2 separate regions of the Canis lupus genome follow, and region 2 is linked to region 1. Evidence: chromatin contacts called from public Hi-C data. All regions are on one chromosome and are shown on one strand. Each heading gives the region's core, a stretch centred on a gene start, on an enhancer-like site or on the middle of the called end of the contact. The rest is flanking DNA. Distances are from core to core; before and after follow the strand shown. Region 1 overlaps LOC119865420 (a long non-coding RNA gene). Region 2 holds the start of TSC22D2 (TSC22 domain family protein 2).

Region 1 (5,564 bases), core at 1,370-3,869:
TTAGTAGGGGCTCTTTCCATTCTCATTATGTTGATACAAAGAATTGCCCTAGAAAAAGATCTCGAATAAAATTATGAATAAATCATTTGGACCGAGCCCAGATGGAGAAACCAACGTGATTTTTAGAAGCTGAAACCTTTTAGATCTTTCTCAGCGAGATTTTTGGTAAATTCACTCTTTAGAGACAGCAGCGAACCACACATTGGTCTTGTGAATCGTGTAGATGGGATTTGTGAGGCAGGGGACTAGGAACAGATGACGACAATGATCCAGCAAATGGTTGATTTCTGCTCCCCCCACCCCACCCCAAAAGGAACAACTACTCTTTCAGAGCCAACTCCTGACTTCAGGGCTCCCACAGTCCTGCTCTCTGAAAGCCCTGTAAAAGCTAGGGGGGGGTGAGGGGTGCGGAAGGCAATCATTTTAAAGAGATCACATTCAGTTTTATTAAAAAACCAAAACAGCTGGGGCATTGATTTGCAAGCTCTGTAATGCCATTGGTATGCCTGACCTGGCCAAGATATTAAAAAGATATTTAAGGAAATGTCAGTAAGTGTCTCAGGCACAAGCTTTGGCATATTCCAACCGCATTATGGTGCTTTGGGTAATTCATCTTCCTTTATGTTTCGCTATGCAGAGGGAAGGGAGGGAACATTTACAAGATGATTTACTGTGACACATCCATCCTAATGAAAGCATGTGCCGCTCGCCAGCACTCCTGGCTAATCTGCCCCCCCTCCCACATGCTCAGCCATATGTCCCATGCTTGGCGGGAGCAACGACTGTGTTGGTGGAGAACGAGTCCTGGGATCTGAGTAGCTTTTAACAGAAATCCCAGAAAGCTCTGAGGCTGTTGGCTCAGGTAGGAAAGCAGCAGGAAAGGGCTCATCAGTGTGGGGCTAAGTATTTTTAAAGATGCTCCAGTGGTATGACCCACAGGATGGAGGGAGATTTGCTGTCTCCTCCGAGCCCGGGAGGACTGCTGAGAGAGGAGCTCAGCCTTCACTGGGGAGACCTTCCCCTGGTGTTGCCCACCCCCCCCCCAACCTGACTCAGGTTCTTTGTTGCCCGGCCCCTGGCTGGCCACTCTCCGACTTCCAGCAGCAGCCACATTCCTCAGTTGCCAGAACCTGGCATCCCAGCCTTTCCCAGCTGCACACGGGACCCCCCGCTTTGTGCAAGCAGCTGCTGCTTTGACCAAGTGTGTTTCTAGCCCCCTACCCATGGCGACACTAGCTTAACTGCTTCTGGCTCTTGGGATGAAATCAACACTTACGGAACACCGACTGTATTCTATATAAGACATGGTGCTAGGCCCCGTGAAAAGACAGCAAGAAATTTGCAATAAAACAGATCTTTGCCTCCTAAAACCTGCGACCTAGTTGTGAATCAATGCTCCCATCTTACACCCTGGGCGTGCCCTGGATGAGGGTCTTAACCTCTTTGTAACTTCAGTTTTTCCATCTGTAAGGTTTGGAGAATAATAAGACAGAGGGTTGCTGTATATAAATTAATGTGTGAAAAAAAATAATGTGTGTAAAATGCTTAGAATAGTACAGGGCACGTCATAGGCACTCAATGAATTTTAGCTAGTTGTGAGCCCTAGTTGGAAGAAAAAGGGGAAAAAAAGAGAAGTAAATTAATATGTGACTGCCATACCCCAGAATAAGAGTTTTATATATGTACACATAATGCTCCCACTATAGTAGAAGGCAGCTCTTACTATTACCCTTTCATTTTTGAGTAAGGAAGACTCTGCTAGGTGAATAACTTGTATGAGTTTCCAGTGTTGACAGAGCTCACAGTTCAGGCCAAAACCCCTGGGTGCCAAAGCCCATGAGTTTGAAAAGACAAAGAATTCCAAATGTAATTAATGTTTCCAGGACACTGGAAGATGTGTAGCAAGGAGGCAGCTGATTGAGCCCCAACGTATCACACAGGAAGGCGTTGCTGTGAGAGTTCACTTCCAAATGGAACGTCAGGGAAAGGAAGGCTGACTGGAAAAGGTGGGGTTGGAAGACGGTCCTGAGGGATGAGTGTGATTTTGGAAGGGTAGCAAAGGCCCGTTGACCAAGTGAGCAATCCTGTGGAAGGAGAAAATTGCACCATCTCTCAGAGACAGAGCCCAAACTGGTTGACCAAAGCCAAGGGCTCAGGAGAGTCTAAAGATGGCAGGTTTTTGCACACTTTTCCACTGGGGGTGAACCGGGTGCCTCGGTGGTGCCTGTGAAAGGTTTGCTCTGCTGAAATAATAAGCTGGAGAGTGAGAGTCAGTGAGGGCCCAGTGCAGCCCTCTTCACCACAACTATCACCGGTCTCCTTGAGGGTGGCGGCAGGGAAAACAGATAAACAGCAAACCAATGACCTAGACACAAGGGTGCCTGAAAAACATGAACAGAGAGACCCTTCCCAGAGGTCTCAGTGGGGCTGGACTCTGCCGTCAGGGACGGAATCAACCTCTGCAGCTCTTGGGGATGCAAGCCCCAAGGGGGCAGGGAGGGAGGTGCGGTTCCTGGATTCAGGGAGGGGAGCTGGAAGCACAGGGCTGCTTGGCAGGAGCTGTGACTCTGGATGGAGCCACACAGCCAACCTGCCGTAACCAGCAGGGAGGTAGCCAGGAAAATAAATACCCCGTCTTCCCTCCTCCCTCCTCTCTCCTGCCAGTGCCCTGGGCAAGGGAGCCCTCTGTTCAGTGCATATAGGTCATCGTTCCTGGGCAGAGGACAGGGTGGAGAAGAGTCGAGAGGTGACCCAGGGGTGCAAATGGAAGACCCCCAACATAGAAGGTTTGTTACGGGCTTAGATAACTGACATGACCCAGAGCCTGGCACACAGAAGATCCTGAAGACTTGAGGGTGATGATGATTTCTTGGTGTTTTCTCTGCTTTGGTTGGCTTGGTATTCATGTATCCAGCTCAGCCCCTCTGGCCTCACCACAATCAAAAAACGTTCTCAAATCCCTTCAGTAGCATGAGAAGTGAAGTGACTCACTGAAAAAGCCAATTGAGTTTTTTTGCCTGCAATCTTTGGCCTCTTTTTTTTTTTTTTTTTTTTTTTTAAAAAGGAGGCTTGGAAATCGTCTTTTTAAAACACAACCTTTGTGATGTGTTTTATTGGAAGTTCTTAACAGAGGAAAGGGGCTTGTTTGTTTAGATTGCTATGCAACAGGAGGCATTGAGCAAATGGTGTCTCGGTTTTTATTATTTTAAACTTCACCCAGGAGAAAATTGATCCAAGTTTAAGAAAGAAGGAAGGAGTGGAATATAGGCTCTAGTGTTTTCAAAATTCTAAATGGCATGGCAAACAGTAGAACCTTCAGACAAACATTTGCATATGAAAAACCACCGTCATAATTCTCACTTCCCAGGTAAAATTAAAAAAGAAATATGCATAGTTTCATATGTATGCAAATGTTTGTCTTACGTGGTTTTTGTTTTTTGGGTTTTTTTCCAGCCTATTTATATAGATTACATGCTGAATGTAGTTTCTCCTGGAAGTTGAAAATCTATCACTTTCAACCAAACAGCACCAAAAAGTGAAGTGGTTCTGCAAGAATTGTTTTGTCCTCTCCCTCCTAGGCCGTGAGGTTCACAAAGCACTAGGGCAGATGCAGTCCCAGGTGGAGAGGGTAGAGGGACAGATGCCTCCCCAAAGTCTCACCGATCTTAAGCTCAATCCTCAGTGTTGTTTACGAAAGCTTCAAATTCCCCGTCGCGTGATTTTTCATTATGCCAAGGGGTTTCTGACTGACACTCGTGTTGGGGCAGACTCTATCAGACTGGCAGCCTTGGTGTCGTTTCTGAATTTTCTGTCCAAGCTAGGGGAGAGAAGGACGGGAGTCGAGAGCCCTGAACTTGGTTAAAGCAGACATCTGGAAGCCAATGGTGGAGAAAGAGAGCAAAGGTTAGGAGAAAAATAACACTCGGTAGCAACCAGCAAAACAAACTTTTGTCTGGGACGACAAGAAGGCACTGCAAACGTGGATCAGGGCTCATGTGGCACCAGCTCATCTTTTTAGAAACAATGTCTTACTGCTTCAGCTAATGTTAGATTATACAAAAAAGTAGAAAGAAGTAAATACAAATAATCAAAATATTGCTACCCAAAGACTGCCAGTACTAACACTTTGACACATTTCCTGCTGGTTTTTTAAAACATGTACATGTTCTGTGTGTGTGTGTGTGTGTGTGTGTGTATATATATATATATGATCATATATATATGTAAGATCGCAAAGAGATACGAAGAATATTTTTCAAACTAAAGAAAAAAGGGTTATTTTACCCCTCCAGTTTTATGCCTTGCATTTTAAGCCTAATGTTATATTTATGCATTTTTCCATATCTTTAAATATTCTTGGAATGACTCTTTTTTTAATTTGCTACATCATAGCTGTCCTACAGATGTAGCGTGGTTTATTTCCCCAACCTCATATTGTTGGCATTCGTGTTGTTTCCAATTTTTTACTGTTTCAAGGCTATCCATCAAAATATTATTTGTAAGAATATCTTTATAATTCTGTCCGTGGGATAAATTCCTAGAAGGGAAATTACTGGGTGACAAACACTTAAAACATAGGTCTCAAACTGCCATCTCGGAAAGTAATGCCAACTCTTGGTCTTGTGGGAGCATTATGAAAATACCCATTTCGTTACACTCCACCAATCCTGAGAATTATCATCTTTAAAATTCTTTACATATTTGAGAGGTGGAAAGTGGCTCCTTGATATTTTAAAATTTCATTTTCTCTCTCAGTATTTACTTGCCGTGCCAAACCAGCTTAGCTATCTTTGAAAAAAAAAAAAAAAAAACTAGCTTCCTTGTAAGTAGACCTTGGACTGCCAGTTCCCTGAGAAAAGTCAACTTCCATGGGACATGGGAATACACCCTCTTAAAATAAATGTCACAAAATCCCCATCAGCCTTAATTTTAATAATAATGCCACAATGAATTCTCTCCTGTCACATTTTATAATACAGTCATACCAGCTTTCAAAGGCTGGTGTGCCCTGAAATTACAAACACAGTCTGTGGCAGGAGACACTGGCAATTCTCCAGCCCAGTATGACAAGTGAGCATCTCTGTCACTCCGAGCCCACAGGGTGATGGAACGGGGACATGAGACCAAGTGTCACGGGTATCCAACAGCAACCTGACACTTGTTCACCCCTCACATGTCAGGGGTTCCTAATCTTTGTGCCAATTACCCCTTTGACAGTCAGGCGGAGGCTACAGATCCCGTCTCAGAATAATACCTTTAACTGCATACAAGAAAATGCATAATTATAAAGGAATCTAATTACATTGAAATTTTGTTATCAAAATATTTACAAGAATCTGTGGCATGGTAATATATGTGCTTATATTTATTAAACACTAAATCACAAGATCTAGTGGGAGATCTAACTACCATAACTGCAGAGTGGTAATGAGAGTAAAGATATTTCAAGATATCTACCACAACTAATATAATATGAGAATACTTATTCCTTCTATTAGTGACAAAGTCCAAGTACTGCAAAAACTGTTGTGGTTTGTTGCCTACATTTGTAATGAAGGAAATGC
Region 2 (5,564 bases), core at 2,208-4,707, 160 kb after region 1:
TTTATTTTGTTTGGTTTTGGTTTTCTTGGTCATCAGTGGAAACAGTCCTTAGTTTCTAAGTTGTTGCAATGTTTTTCTTTCTCCCTGCATTGTTCTTCCTAAACATACCTCCCCTACATGGCTGTAAAGTAAATCGTTGGGGGGAGGTACCAGACGTAGGACAGTCAAGTTGGGTGCTTGGGAGCAGTAATCAAGGATTCCCACAGTTTCCACATGTGGTTTTGGGGTGTAAGCATAGAGCTAGGATACTCACATTAAAACCCTTGGTCTTGAGTTTTGGGACTCCAGAGAGCTCTCCAGTTCAATGAGTTAGGCTACCATGTTACTTATTACCAACTTTCCAAACACACACACACACAGAGCATGTATACTGATGGGTATATCTGGTTTCCTATCATTTTAATTAGTGGAGGTTTTTAATCCTTCGTGGGCCAACCGTGCATTACACAGTACCGTGTAGTTTTATGACAGTTCTAGAATTTGTTTTTTTGTGTAAAATGCTTTTGAACCTATTTGTAACAACCAGAATTTTTATTATTTCTTCATAGCAGCTTTATGCAATAAATTCTCTACATTTCCAAGGAGCAAATGTATAAAAGAAGCTAGGGCCTTTAAGACTTTTGGAAAACTTACTTTCAAGAGTACAATTTTATTCAAGCAGAAATCTTAAGCATATAAATAAAACATTTTAACTTTACACATCTGATTTTAGGCCAAGATGTCTTTTAACATCTTTAACCCTTATTCTTACCCCCCCCCAAATATATATAGCCCACTTACTGATCTCATCTAAATTATCTTAATCATTACTTCGATTTCATAATAAATCATTAATGTGTTCTTTAAGGAGAAATAATCCTACACCTTACTTTAGATTTTTCCTTTAAGTGTGAGATTTAAGATTATCATAACAAGTAATCAGGTAGTTTATGTAAGAAGATCATGTAATGGGATAGGCAGGCATCTGATGCTTATTTTTCCAAAATTAATCACCATTGTTAACAATATGGTAAATCAATCCAAAGTCAAATTAAGCTTTTTTAAGTCTGTATTGGATTTAATAGTTGATCTTACTTATTAATGGAGCATATATCTGACAATTACTAAAATTACAGATTTAGAAATGAAACATTCCATTAGTTATCTCTGCCACAATAGCAGCATAATGTTACACTTTGTTCCTTTACTCTCTCCCATCTTCTTTAAGAAACAGGGATGTTATTATGTGGTCTTACTTCACATCCTGACCTCATTCACTTGGGTTTGGAGGACATGGTTTCCACTAAGGCTAAGAGACATGTGTGTAGGTTATTTACAACTAAGGACCTGCAAATTCTCTGTAAACTGCCATTATCAAGACATCCTTTGCGATAAAAAGTATTTCTACTCTTCAAAGATTAGAGAACCGAGTGTAATGATTAACTGATTTATGCAAGTTATAATGATATGACTGCTGAAGCTGTGATGTGTACGAAATGTTGATTTCCAGCAAGATTTCTTGGATTCTACTTACATGATATATTCGTGTGTCAAAGTTCAAGAGCCACCTTCCCCATTTTTTTTTTTTTTTTTTTTAACCGTTTAAGAGAATGCACTTTTCTTTGCCAGGAAGTAGCTACAAGATGAGAAAAACTCTCCAGCACTTCACAGCCGCTCTCTGAACTGGGAGAGGAAAGGGTGCTTTCTGACTTACTCTGGTTGTTCATGGCCCAATTCAAACCTTGTAACACTCTGGCTCCAACTAAGGGTTTTAGGATAAACAAAAGAAAGAACTACAACTATTTAACGCGGTAGGCTCTACATTTATGGAGCCCGTAAGCTGCTTTCTTGTTGAAAGTAAAAAAAAAAAAAAAACAACAGTCTCGGGAGTTTAAATGAACTCTTCGACGCTGAAATCACAGCAGAGTCAGGAAAATTAGGAATAGGCTGGTAACCTCTCATCTTTTTTTAAACTGACCTCACCCTGGGCGAATAACCATCTCCTGATGCCATTGTTGGAGACAGAATTTCTGGCTGAAAAGATCAGTTTTCTGACTCAGTCTGGCTTAGCTGCTCTTGGTTAATCATCCCCATTTCGCCTCTGACTCTAGTGGTCAGCATTTATCTGCAGACTTTTTTAAGGGACTCGCTCCCCCTAAGCAGCGCCCCTCTCTATCCTGCCTCAATCCCCCCTCACCCCCATTTCTATCGCCCCCTGTTTCTCTTAAGATTTTTTTTGCTAAACATTAGACACAGCACATGACCTCCATCCAGCGTTCCGGCGTCTCGGAACAAAACCTGCTGGCGCGGTCGTCCGGCTTCTCCAGGCTGCGCATTTAGGAGGCTTTGCGCTCTTCAACTCCTAAAGACCTGAAGCGTAAATGCTCAATTCAAAAAAAAAAAAAAAAAAAAATTTAAATTTAAAAAAAAAGCTCCCTTTTTTATTTTTTTAAACCTTTAGCCCCGCCCACCCTTCCCCTCCCCTCCCCTCCCCAAGCCTCCACGCGAAACTGCAGGAAACCGGAGGGGGCGGGGCGCTGACGTCACGACGCCGGCGCGTCACGGAACGGCGGCGGCTGCGGCGCTGGCGGTGGCTGCGGCAGCGGCGGCATTTTAGTCGACAGAGGCGGCGGCGGCGGCAGCGGGGCTGCTGCTCCTCCCAGCATCCCTGGCGCGGCCATTTCAGCCCCATCTTGGCCGAGGGGAGGGAGCTGCAGCCGCCGCTTGAGCAGTTTGAATTTTCAGTTTCTCCGGGGTCCGCCGACCCGGCGCACCGAGGAGGAGCCGAGGAAGCTCCCGCCGCTCGCTACCTCACGCAGCCGGAGCGTCTCCGCTCGCCGCCGCCGCCGCCGCCCCTCAGTCTTCTCAGGAGCCGCGCGGGGAGGCCGCCGCCGCCGCCGTCGCCGCCGCCCGCGGGGTGGCTCCCCCGTGAGGGGAGGACCGCGCCGGCCTTCCCTCCCTCCCCCGGAGCGGGCTTCCGCCGGAGACGGCCGACATGGCCCCGGGGCTGAGCTCCGGCTGACGCCGGGGAGGAGGGGGCCGCCCGCGGACCTTCAGCCCGCCCCAGCCCGCCCCAGCCCGCGGCTCCGGCCGGAATCCGGACTCCCCGGCTCCGGACTCGCCGCCGCTTCCCCTGCTTCCCGGCGCTGACGAGCCCGAGCGGGGCCGCGCCGCCCCTCACGCCGCCCCTCGCGCCGCCGCCGCCGCCGCCGCCGCCCCGCCGCCCTCCCGCCGCCCTCCCGCCCCCGGCCGAGGCCTGCGGACCGCGCCGAGCGCCGAGCTGCGCCGACCACGGCGGCCCCGGCGCCGGGAGCAGGAAGCCGGCCGCCCGCCCCTGCCCTCGCGCCCGCGCCCGCGCCGCCGCCGAGGGGATTGAATTGAGGCGCCGCGGCTGCGGGAGGCGACGAGGAAGGAGGAGCGGCCGCGCGAGGGCGTCGGGGGGCAGAGCCGGAGGAAGCGGCGCGGAGGGATGCGTCCCGGAGCGGCCGGCGCCCCGAGCGGCCGGGGGCTCTGAGCAGCGGCCGCCCGGCCTCCCCGACCCCAGCGCGGACTCGGACTTTGCCTCCTGGGGGCCCCCCCTTGCCGGTTTCCGGCCACACCGCGGAGGAGCCGGCGCGCCTCTCCGCCCCCCGCCGGCCTCCCTCACCATGTCCAAGATGCCGGCCAAGAAGAAGAGCTGCTTCCAGATCACCAGTGTCACCACCGCCCAGGTGGCCACTAGCATCACCGAGGACACCGAGAGCCTGGACGACCCGGACGAGTCGCGCACAGAGGACGTGTCCTCCGAGATCTTCGACGTGTCTCGGGCCACCGACTACGGCCCCGAGGAGGTCTGCGAGCGCAGCTCCTCCGAAGAGACGCTCAACAATGTTGGGGATGCGGAGACTCCCGGGACCGTGTCCCCGAACCTCCTGCTGGACGGACAGCTGGCGGCCGCGGCGGCGGCTCCCGCCAACGGAGGAGGAGCCGCGGCGGCCCGGAGCGTGGCCGGCGCGCTGGCCGGTACCCCGGCGGCCCCCTCGGCGGGGGCACCGGGCGCCCCCCCGGCGGCGGGCTCGTCCGCCGGGCCTGGGACTGCGGCCCCAGCACAGCCCCCCACCACTTGCAGTTCCCGTTTTCGAGTCATCAAGCTGGACCACGGGAGCGGGGAGCCCTACCGACGCGGCCGATGGACGTGCATGGAATACTATGAGCGGGATTCAGACAGCAGCGTCCTGACCAGGTCCGGGGATTGCATTAGGCACAGCAGTACTTTCGACCAGACTGCGGAGCGGGACAGCGGCCTGGGCGCCACCGGAGGGTCGGTGGTGGTGGTGGTGGCCTCCGTGCCGGGGGCGCACGGGCCCGACTCGGGAACTGACAGTTCCCTGACTGCTGTGTCACAGCTACCCCCGTCGGAGAAAATGAGCCAGCCCGCCCCGGCCCAGCCGCAGAGTTTTGGCGTTGGGCAGCCACAGCCACCGCCGCCCGTAGGTGGGGCTGTGGTTCAAAGCGCGGCTCCGGTGCCGCCGTTCCCGGGAGCCGCGGCCGGGCCACAGCCAATGATCGCGGCCCCGCAGCCAAGCCAGCCCCAGGGAACCGGCCCCGGCGTCCTCCCGCAGGGCCCCAGTGGACAAGGGCTGCCGCTGACGAATGTAACCCTGCCGCAGCAGCCGGGCCCCGCGGTCGGCGCTCCTGCGACGCAGCAGCCCCAGCCGTTCGCGTACCCCCAGCCTCAGCTACCGCCCGGGCATTTGCTGCCAGTCCAGCCCGCGGGGCAGAGTGAGTACCTACAGCAGCACGTGGCCGGCCTGCAGCCGCCAAGCCCCGCGCAGCCCTCGTCCACCGGCGCCGGAGCGAGCCTTCCCGTGGGCGCCGGCCCGACTGCCGCCGCGGTGGGGGCGCAGATAATGGGCGTGGCTTCCCTGCCCGGCGAGGCCGTGGCCCCGGGGCCGGGACCCGCGCCCGGAGGACAGGCGGCGCCCGGTCAGCCGGCCGGAGTGCCCCTGGCTGCTCTTGGATGCGCGGTGCAGCCGGGCCTGGTCCCCCCTGGGACCGTGCAGCCCCAGTCCGTGCCTCCGCCGCAGATGGGTGGCAGTGGGGCGCCGGCAGCCGTGCCCGGCGGCCCCCACGCCGTTCTACCCGGAGTTCCAAACGTGCCTGCAGCCGCGCCCGCTCCAAGCGTGCCTAGTGCGTCTACCACCTCCATTACTATGCCAAATGTCCCCGCGCCGCTGGCCCAGTCGCAGCAGCTGAGCAGCCATACGCCCGTCAGCCGGAGCAGCAGCGTAATCCCGCACGGTGGGCTGCCCTTAGCGCCAGGCACACCCAGTGCACCGACGAGTCTACCGCAGGCTGACCTAAGCCAGTTCCAGACTCAGACCCAGCCTTTGGTCGGGCAAGCCGACGATACCAGAAGAAAATCAGAACCCCTACCTCAACCACCACTTTCTCTCATTGCTGAAACTAAGCCTGTCGTGAAGCCTCCTGTTGCAGATGCCCTGGCCAACCCCCTTCAGTTAACACCTATGAACAGTCTCGCCACCTCTGTGTTCAGCATAGCTATTCCCGTGGATGGCGATGAAGACAGGTATGGAAATCTTCCT

Evidence for each region. A called contact is a pair of places that touch in the nucleus more often than the background predicts.
Region 2: a contact with region 1 is called in a Hi-C map of tumor fibroblasts, with 5 times the contacts expected there. The contact joins the promoter of TSC22D2 here to the enhancer-like site in region 1. A contact is called at or near these places in 4 of 9 Hi-C or Micro-C datasets (amygdala, liver, skin fibroblasts and 1 more).

What each region holds. Positions count from the first base shown.
Region 1 is chr23:45,449,447-45,455,010 of UU_Cfam_GSD_1.0, forward strand. The region is part of intron 1 of LOC119865420 (a long non-coding RNA gene); the gene reads right to left. Among named protein-coding and RNA genes, the nearest start is that of TSC22D2, 160 kb to the right of the region's middle. Within about 2 kb of position 2,620, at least 5 of the 20 cell types and tissues checked have an H3K27ac peak or open chromatin away from gene starts, as enhancers often do. A contact at or near this core is called in liver, where this site is marked.
Region 2 is chr23:45,604,494-45,610,057 of UU_Cfam_GSD_1.0, forward strand. TSC22D2 (TSC22 domain family protein 2) reads left to right here and starts at 3,458. Exons shown (of 4, transcript XM_038571204.1): 1 at 3,458-5,548. The coding sequence starts at 3,627.